Regions from separate parts of the Cyprinus carpio genome. Here region 2 is linked to region 1. A link is a contact called in public Hi-C data. All regions are on one chromosome and are shown on one strand. Each heading gives the region's core, a stretch centred on a gene start, on an enhancer-like site or on the middle of the called end of the contact. The rest is flanking DNA. Distances are from core to core; before and after follow the strand shown. Region 1 holds the start of LOC109093468 (CCAAT/enhancer-binding protein gamma-like). Region 2 has its middle 35 kb from the start of LOC109092859.

Region 1 (5,195 bases), core at 478-2,977:
GTTTATAAATGTGTGAATTTCTGTCATGATAATTCTTTTCCATAACACTGAATGTGGTAACAAAGGTAATAAAGAGTTAGTTATTATTATTAAGTCTCTTTCCGGCTCAGACAGCACAGGTTTAGCTTATGGCTAATTATTGTGATCCAAGATTTGCCTTGCATTTCAGGTGAAGGATAATCCACTTCTTATCTCCGAGACTGTGTTACGATCTATATGACCTTATTATTTTTATTGTGAGTATTAGGCGTATAATTATTGCTGATCACTGTTGTTGTGCTATGATATTGTAATATTTAACATTATATAATCAGAGGGGTATAGAAAAGTTTATGAAAGTATCACTCCATAATACAATAGCAAAATATATACATATGTATAGTATTTTTATGTTACATTTATCAGTATTTAGCATACATTCCTAAGGAAAGGATATGGACCAGAAAACTTTGCAATTACTAAATGATACTTAGACAGACTTAAAGAAGTTCCAGATCTACACTTGTGCTCTTATTATTTTAGTTATTTTGCTTTTAATGTAAATAAACATGTGCAAACAATATACTTGATCTTGTGAATTTATTTTGATGTTAATTACGTGCGAGCTGTCTCTTTAATACCGCGTGGTTAATACACATGTCGCTGCTGATTGGGCTGACATGTTTGACATACCCACCAAACAAGAGAAAACACAACCCAGACCCCGTTGCACACCGTTTCCAGGAAACATGTCGTTCAAACCGGAAACCGTAGCAATAGATGCACACCGGTTGGAGCTTGAACTTGGTCCCAAAGACTCAAGAGATCAAATAATTGATTCTCTTTCTGGTTCAGACTGCATTGGTTAAGTATGGGGCTGTCACGTGATGAAGGAACGACTCGAAAAACCCGAAGACGCGAAACAGGTGAACTAATTTCAGTAGGCTACAGAACCCATTGGAAGTTGCACATGCGCGACTGAACGAATCACTCCCCGAGGCAACTGCTTCGTCCCGAGTCACATTAAAGATTCGTTGAAAATTAACAAATCGTTCGAGAACGACCCATCACTAGTCTCCACAACATGGCACCGGCGGCAACAGAGAGAATCAAAAGTTACACCTTCTTTCTTTGCGTGAACATTTGGGTGGCGTCATGCAAATATTCCCACATGGTGAGACATGTGGGGCGTGTTTAAATGAGGCGCTTTAGGAGGGCGTGGACAAGTCTTAACTTTTATAAAGAATATCTCTTTGGGTTTGAGACTTTAGTCTTTGCAACTTAACAGGTCTTCTTTATGCACCAAGAGCTTGTAACACTCCAAAGAGAAAGGAAAACTTGAAATTGCATCATATGACCCCTTTAAAGAGTTTAAAATCTATCTTTGGGAGTTTTCTTTGAAAATGTACATTTATGAATGTAAAATTTGGTGAGAAATATGCCTAGCAACAAATAAATAATACATTTTAAGTGAGAAGGGTCTATTCAAAGAGTAACCAAAGAACAATTTTCAGGGGGGTTTACTTATACAGAAGTTAGAATATAGATATTTTTAACAAAATTAGAAAAGTCAAGGCCTAAAATGAGAGGTATAATGTTACCTTGTTTAGTATTCTTGACTGATCTTATGTTTCATTGCATGAAACGCCCCTAACCGACAAATGCTGCCTGATTGGTTTAGTGACATGTCAATCAAACAGTGTATTTCGTCATCTCTCCCAACCCTCTGATTTGATTGGTTGCGAGAGCAGATTTCCCTACATGGTCACAAGATTTCGCAATACTCCCAAGCGCCGCTTTACTAAACAATAACACCTCAACCTGTGCTTATGTTTCCTTGAACAAAGAGGACATTATTCTTTATTAACTCAATTGGATAACTTATAAGCCTCGATCGTTTTCAAGGTAAGTGGTCTGGGTATATCGTAAGATAGCTATACAGACTGTCGAATTGATTTTTTTTATCAGTTAAACGATGGCTCGCTAACTGAGAGGATCCGTGCCGCTCACTCGATTGCAAAACACCTTCAACTCACGGATCTGAAGCCAGCGAGAGCTTCATTACCCACAATTAAACATGATCGCGATCGACTGTGGCGCATTATCCTTTGATTCGCGTAACTTTTATGTAGAAAGCAGCATGTGTGCGCTCTCGTTTCATTGTTAGACGCCTGACGTCATGGTTAGGAATGTGGCAGCTAGTTAGCCAACCTGCTAACCTGCAGTAGATCTCACTGGCTACAGACTCGCCTACACCTAAAGAAACACTTCTGTCAGCATCGTGAGGGTTTTACATGGATACGCGATAGGTTACAATACTGTTTTACCGGATCTGCTGCGATTTTGAATGTAGGCACACTGTTGTTGAAAGTAAGTCAGCGGTATTCCCCTTCATTCCCACAGTTCCGTGTATGATGTAATCAGCCAGATATGAGTCAAACAACATACAAAACACTGCCCAGCTTTAAAACTACGTCACTAATAAACTTTAAATTGCTTCACTATTCTGGCGTTTGTTTAAAATGTTAACTTTAGCTCGACATAGTTCTGCATGACTACGGAGTTTCCCTTCTCTCGTGTAACGTTACAAAGGAGCGGGTGGGAGCGCGAGCGATGATGCAACCGCGGGCAACACTTGAGCTCGCGCTCTTAGGAGAGAAAGAGAATTTGCCACATATGCACATTGACATGGCAGCAAGGTCGGATTACAACAACTTAACGCTAACGGATGAGCACAGGCGGTTGACCCGACTTTTAGGTGTTGCAGCATTTTGCTGAAATAATGCGTTTCTGCGCGGTGCGTCTGCTCAGGTGGGAATTGTGTGGCATCGAATTAAGCAAAGTGTGATGGAGTATCATGCTGATGTGTGCAGAGTACTTTGTCTAACTTCTTTCTCTCCATTTTGTCTGGTTTGTAGGCACACGCTGCATTTTGTGGCATTCAGCTTCTCACAAGACCAGCTAACACCAACTCCAGCTCTGCGAAGTCCGACAACACAGGTCGGAGAGGGAGAGAGAAAGACAGTGGAAGTGGATCCAAATGAGCAAGCAGTTGCAGCAGAAGATATCCAGCACAGATCAGAACGGCGTTAGTGTTATACAGAATCAACCACATAATAGTGCACTGAACCCGGTAGGATCTGCAGGACTACAGCAGGTACACACATCAACAAACTAACCTACTTAACCATGCATTTCCGAATATTAATATTCATGACTCCGTAAAAGCATTGCATTGTCATTTTGCAGTGCTTAAACCATGGTATGTATTCGTAAAGTGCATTCAATCATCCAGTTTCTCACCATCTTGAGGAATAAGATTTGTAGAAGATTTGCAACCTAGTTGTCAAAACTGCAGATTAGTTGTGTATTAGGTATGTGGTTGCTTGTCTTTACTATGCATGACATTATTTTAATTCTGACAGGTTCCTCAATTAGTCCCAGTGAGTCCCGGAGGTGGGGGTAAGGCCACGCCACCCAGCAAGATGAAGAAGTCCTCTATGGATAAAAACAGCGATGAGTACCGCCAACGGAGAGAACGCAACAACCTAGCCGTAAAGAAGAGTCGCATGCGCAGCAAGCAGAAGGCACAGGACACTCAGCAGCGTGTCAATGAGCTGAAGGAGGAGAATGAGAGACTGGAGGCCAAAATCAAATTGCTTAGCAAAGAACTGAGTGTGCTCAAAGACCTGTTTCTAGAGCATGCTCACAACCTCGCAGACAACGTGCAGCCCCCTGCTTCTGGTGGAGGCCCCGGAGACCTCTGCAACAACAACAACAACAACAGTGGCAGTAACAGCAGCCAGTGAGGGCCTGATGTTGGTTTGCAGTGTGCTCTGCTGTGGGCTGTGTGGAGGCTGTCTAGGCAAATCATTTTACTTAATTGTATTATGCTTTTTTCCCCTCCCATTCCTGAAATGTGTACTGTCCGCAGTGTTTAACTTCAGTTTGTACACTCAAATTCAGTTTCCTTTTCCACTCGTATTATATCTCATGCAGAATGTACGATCGCCATAGCAACCGCAGAAAGTTCAACCCACGCTCTGTTTTGATGTGCAGGAGATAACTTTAATATCTGCCTTCCATTTGTAAAGCAGCATGTTTCTGTGTCTTGAAACTTTGCAGTGTCTTGGAGGACTGTGAAAGCTCCTCAATAGACAATTTTGAAATCTGGCCAAAGCAGGTCAGGAAGATTTAACCGTTAATATATTAATAGTAAATGTGTTCCATCACTCCACTCTAATGTCTCTAGAAAGGATTGAGAAATTCACCTAATAGACAGTACGGTAGTCAGTTAACATCACTGCGAGTTGGAATTAAGTAAGGATGAAGTAAGGAAGATCTTCAACTGCAAAGAGTACCTATTTTGTATTCCTGCTTTTTTGCCTGTCAGCTTGGGTTGATTCAAACTCTTATTTGTTGACCATGTCTTATTTTAGCAAATACACTGTTGTATCTATGGTAACAGACTCAAGACAGACTAAACACATTGCATCAGACTCCAGGCAGTGTCTGCATTACCAGTAGTCCTTAAATCCCTACAGTTAAGCTTTCAATTTTGACAAGGGTGGAGGAGAACAGATGGAGTAGAAAATTAGCTTTCGTGTATATGTTAGGGTGTTGGTAGGTAAAATTGTGGTGGTACACAAATTATTTCATAACAGTAACTCCTCTGTCTTTGTAAATACTGTTGAGATGAGATTGAGAATGACTGGTGCTGAACATTGAAAGTCATCAATCACCTGATGTGCCCTAAAGTTATTAAATTATGTAAATTATGAGTTATATTGAAAAATCCTTATCTGAAGAAGCTCTTTATCTAACTATGTTCAATTTTGATCGTTTTGTTTCCCTGACCAGTCTCGGAGCAGTATGTGTGAATTTACATCTGCAGCAGCAGGTGTTGCTAAAAGTTATTGGAGCAGCCACATGACCTTTGCCCTCATTGAGTCTCGTAGAGCTATGTGTTCTTGGAGTCGCTGTAGATAGACTTTTGTACCTCAGGCTATATTTCATAGCCTCACCAGACAGCCTTTAAGATCTCTATTCCTGTTTAGGAGGAAATTAAAAAGGGGAGGATAAGAAAAGACAAGGCAATCTTATAAGATGTCTGAAGCATCTTTAATTCTACTGTATATTTTCATTTTCTATATCTGAAGTTTTAAACATTTAAAATAAGCATGAAAGGCAATGCATGATTAGCACTATTTAAACAA
Region 2 (5,441 bases), core at 559-3,058, 40 kb after region 1:
CCTTCACAGCTGCCTTATCTGTTTCCAACACTGAGAGACTGCTGGGGTTAGTTCAGGACAGACACTAGCACTCGTGCACGCATATGAAAGAACACACTTTCATGTACGGACATACACACATGCTATTGTCACGTGGAGGACAAGAGTCTGGAACTGCTAGTAACAATGCTTCTGCTTTTCTAATTAAATAAATGATTTTGAAAATAACAGAAAAATGTAGACGTGTTTCAAAATTTGTTAGTGTTTGGTATTTCTCTTAAATGACAGCTGAACACAAGCACCAGAAATTTGTGTAAAACCTGATGATCATGTGATCCAGCATGATTTGAGATCATCCAAAGAGCATTTTGTCCTTCAGTGAATGCAACTGACCTTTAGTACAAACAGTTAACATGGTCAGTGACACAAGTTTGCTTACTTGATAAGTGTTCTAAAAATAGCACATTTTACATCATAATTGTTCCTGTTTTAACAATGGTAAATCCAAAAATTTGTAGTTCTGTATATATACTGACAATAAAAAATATGCACTGCCAGCCAAAAGTTTGGAATACATTTTTTTAATGTCTCTAAAAGGAGTCTATTATGCTCACAAATGCTGCATTTATTTGATCCAAAAATACAGTAAAACAAGTAATATTGTGAAATTTTATTACAGTTTACAACTGTTTTCTATTTGAATATATATTAAAATGTCATTTATTCCTGAATTTTCAGTAGCCAGTCTTCTCCAGTCATCAGATTTTAGAAATCATTTTGCTGATTTGGTGTTCAATTATTATTAATGCTCAGTAGTTAGTAGTAGTGGTTCTTATGTTAAATACTGTTTTTGCTGTTTTTGATTTGATTCTTATGGCTTGACTTAACATACATCCAAAAGAAAACTCCTTGACTTCATCACATACTGTTTTTGTTGCTATTAAATTGTAAGTAGTCATTTAGCAGACACTTGCAGTACATTATGTTCAAGGCAGGAGCAACTTGAGTGCTTTGTTCAAGGGAACAGTAATGACTTAATGACTTCTTCTTCACGACTTGCTCCTTGTGGGTCTTCAGTCTTGTTTCTGAGGTTCAGCAACTATCCAACATTATAAAACCATTCCATCAAAAGGCAGAATCACTTTACTAAGCAACAAATATTTCTGCTTTCTTCACTTCTTTTCTTTCATTGTCTTTCACCTGTCACAATGATCTACTGGTTTGAGTTTCATCCTCGGCCTCACGCTGTCCTGTTACCACCCCCCGCAGACCCACTGTCTTCTGACAGCTCATTCATCGATTTTGAAACTTCTTTAGGGATTTGGGACACAATCTAAAAGAAAAATTAATGCCAGAAATTAATGACTTCCAGTGTGTTTGCTGAAAGAGCACATACGAGGAAAATAAACCATTTAGAAACTGATGTTCTGATTAATCCACAGAAGAGATTTTTGGTGAACAACCTTGTTGCAACAGTGAAAGGCTATCACCTTTGTTCCACTTTGGTGTCAGTTTGTGAGTTTTTGCATGTGCGTGTATACCATTAAAGGGGGAATTTGTTACATGTTTGTGTTTATATGAAACTGGGAAGTTCCATGTGATTCTTTATTAATAAAATGTATTATAGATATAACCATCAGTTGAGAAAGTAAAATTATCCCATTTGAGTCAGGATCCAAATTTTGGGATCTTTATATGGAACAGGCAAACAGCATTGATTTATTAGTTCTCAGCACTACATTCCAATTTAAAAAAAGAACAGTTGCACATTTACACATTTATAATGATTTGATGGAAGGAATTGAGTCTGACCATTCTGTTTGACCTCTTGTTATAACTCAAAAAAATGAAGTAAATCTCAAAGCAAACAAAGTCAGATATAGCCAGACATCCTTACCTTCAGCCTTGTGTGACGTTACCATGAACACACCTCAGAAGTTTTCCATTTGTTAGTGTAAATGTGTGTCATCTGAGTTGTCTGATTTTGAGTAAAGTCTGTGTGCTGTCAGGAGGAAATAAACTCTAATGACCGCTTATTAAAGTAATTCGATAAGTTAAAGAGGCCCAGTTTCATTCACACTCTATTTGTATTGCATTATCTACATTATGGTGATTGAGACCTGCCTTGCGCCGAGTGTATGATAGGGCCCTTAATGGCTAATCTGCCATCTGATATCACTGTTTTACACTATATTGCTTTAAGGGCCACGTGACAAGGTTTCTGAGTTTCGTTTTAGCTGGTCTGGGGAGCCTAGCAGCATCTAGTCAACATTTTCTGCATTAACATTTCTGCATTAACATTTTAAACAACAAAAAATAAATTAACAGAGAAGCAGCAACTGGCAGGTCATGTCCATGAAGTTAAGACACTTGTATATTCTGTTTGAAATGGAATATACATATTAGTCTTTTACCTGGACTAATATTTATTTATAATATATTAAAAGTCTCTCATCATACTGTGTTAAAAACAAATGCATATTTATATTATATAAATATATTTTTATATAATAATCACTACTGTTTAAAAGTTTGGGGTTGGTAAAATTTTTAATGTTTTTTTTTAAGTGTATTATTCTTTCTCTCCAGAGATACAGTAAATGCAGTAAACTAGTACTACTGTAAAATGACTGTTTTCTATTTTAATCTTTTTTAAAATTGAACTTTTTCCTGCAATGACAAAGCTGAATTTTCATTTTATTCAATTCAATTACTACAGTTTAAAGATGCAATAATAATATGGCTCAGAGTCTTGATGGACTGCCCTGCACTTGAATAGTTGTGGAAAAACCTCACCAGTATGTGCCCACACTGTTCATTCAGAAGATAACAGGTACAATAAATGATCATGAAGTGTGCATAAAATGATGGTAATGGCTTTCTCAAGGTCATCTTTCATCTATAATTTCCTTGTATGCACACCTGTATGAATGAGGTTATTTAAACGACTGCCATAACAATTTCTGACTTGTGTTGAGCATTTCAAGTTTAATGTGGAGCCTGTGTGACTCAAGCAGAGATCTTAGCAAAGTGACAGTTTTATGGTGATTCAAGCACACATACACACACTCATACACTCATGGCTCCTTAATTTCCCTGCACAACACATTTATGTTCCTCAAAGGATGAATGAATTTCTGTGCTGGAAGCAGAGTGCTAATGTATTCTGTGGAGTGTTCACTAGGTTTAAAACTTTGCCAAACTTATCTTTGAATAATCCAAATTCAACATTTAGTATATTTGTTGGTATCCCAGTAGGTTTTATTTTATATTTCAAAACTAGTTCTACTGATAGACCTGCTGAACACACTAAATAACATCAACTCTTGCCCTACATAGCTGTTAACCATGTGTGATGGTCATTTCTTGCACTATTACAGAACTGACTATTACTCATCAGACCTTTATCTCTAATGGGACTCAGTTTGGCCATCATGCCAGCATTTCTTAGAAAGCTTGTGTCATGATGCCACCCACTGTCCTATCTCGCCAAGCTCCGCCCCCATACCTCAGAGGCTTTTAGGGACAGACCTTCAGGTCATTTTTGCTCTGGCTCAGCTGCTGAACTATCAAGCAAAAAAAAAAGAAAAAATACAGTGTTCGTGTTTGTGTGCCCATTTTTTATAACGCAATAGAACTGATGTTGCATAACACGCAAATAATACCCCCGACAGTCATTACTCTAGACCACACTCTCCTGATATGACACACCATTTTTTAATACGGTTTTCCGTTGGTACTTTTTGTGGCTGGGTGCTGTTATTGTGCAATGGACCAGTCCCTTGATAGTTCTGATAGTGGGCTCGGGATACTGGTATTGTGAGGCAGAGAGGCCAAGTTGGGATCCAAAAACAGGAAAATTGCATATTGTGTCCAGGTGGAACTCATACAGTTGTCAGGGTTTTGAACTTGATCTAATAATGTGAATGAAGACCAAAATCCACACCCATGGCTTGGTCAGCAAACAGTTTATCATAAACTGTTTGAAACTTTTGTCTGAGGACAGTTGGCCAATTCAGTCTCACTGATACAGGACATGTTAACATTTTAGTTTGATCGATTTTCTCTTGTCTTTGACATCTTAGGCAGCTTTTGATGCCCATACACTACATGACTTTCAAAGTTCTGACTGTCATCACTGTCATTTCACACTGCAGGACTTGGATCAGACAGGTCAAAATATTTAAATTGCTAAATAGGCTATCTCTCAGGCATTGATACATTTTGTCTCTATTAAAGGGATAGTTCACCCAAAAATGAAAATTCTGTCATCATTTTCTCACCCTCATGTCGTTCCAAACATGTATGAGTTTCTTTCTTATGTTGAACATATAAGATATTTTGAAGATTGTTGATAATCAAACAGTTGGTGGTTCCCATTGACTTTCATAGTAGGAAAAGAAATACTATGGAAGTCAGTGGGAACCACCAACTGTTGTAAAAGTGCTGAGCAGGAGTACCAGGAGGCCGATTCTGAAATGCATTAAAAAGTATTTTAAAAATCCCATTGCCATTTTTTGTGAGACCAGTTAATTCAATTAAAGTTATTGCCTACTGAAATTAAACATTTTTGTTTATATATTCTGTAAAAGTACATTCAGACACTTGTTTTCAGGTTACAAATGAGTGAGATTCGCCAACACCATGTGCAGAATGTCTAATAAATATACACTATAATTTGCACATAATATGGCTTGTACACCACACTCAGTATTTTTTTCATTTATTTGGATTTATTAATCTGTCAAACAATATAATAATATAGTGTCTGCTTAACATAACGCAGGTATAGTTCCACACTTATAGGGCAGGCTCTTCACCTAACAGAAAGGTTGCCTGAGAGCTAGAGATGAGCATACATCTGCATTCACTCAGAGGTGATTTACACAGCTTATCTGTTCATATGGAGGGTTTCAGTAGGGAAAAGGTTATTGCATTGTAGTCAATCACTTCACACTGTTAATGGGGCCAATATGTCATCAAATGTTGCAATGTAAAAGGCTTGGATGGGTGAAAGGGTCTCATCAGACCCCGTGATTACAAATGCTACGTCCGAAACCTTGCTGCATTGTGGCCTAGTTAGCAAATGACAGGCCACAGTTTTTCGTATAAAGGCAACTTGTAAGGAAACAATTTTTTGACAAAGCACAAAAAATGACAAAGTTCATGTCTAATGACTTAGAGTAACTTTGAGTAAGCATTAGACCAAATAAATACTTAGTGATTACAATTACAATTTCTCAGTTGAGTCAAAATTGAAGGCGCTGTATGTAAGTTTTTGACTCTACTAAAGCATAAAAACACCATAATATGTTTGCAGATATTTAAGACACATGTCAAGTTAACATAGTTTTTATCTGAAAAACAATGCTACAGTCAGTTATTCTCCTTTGAAAAGGTGCGTTCTGGGCCAGAATTTTGGTCTCTGTTTTGGTTTGTGAAACCAGCCCACTGCCAGTATA

What was found. A called contact is a pair of places that touch in the nucleus more often than the background predicts.
Region 2: a contact with region 1 is called in a Hi-C map of liver, with 2.7 times the contacts expected there. The contact joins the enhancer-like site here to the promoter of LOC109093468 in region 1. A contact is called at or near these places in 3 of 8 Hi-C or Micro-C datasets (liver and skeletal muscle).

Annotation. Positions count from the first base shown.
Region 1 is chrB7:22,289,196-22,294,390 of ASM1834038v1, forward strand. It overlaps LOC109093468 (CCAAT/enhancer-binding protein gamma-like), which reads left to right and starts at 1,728. Exons shown (of 3, transcript XM_042727906.1): 1 at 1,728-1,884; 2 at 2,898-3,136; 3 at 3,405-5,195. The coding sequence starts at 3,020. The coding sequence ends at 3,788.
Region 2 is chrB7:22,329,578-22,335,018 of ASM1834038v1, forward strand. No RefSeq gene overlaps it. Among protein-coding and RNA genes, the nearest start is that of LOC109092859, 35 kb to the right of the region's middle. Within about 2 kb of position 1,809, at least 1 of the 8 cell types and tissues checked has an H3K27ac peak or open chromatin away from gene starts, as enhancers often do. A contact at or near this core is called in liver, where this site is marked.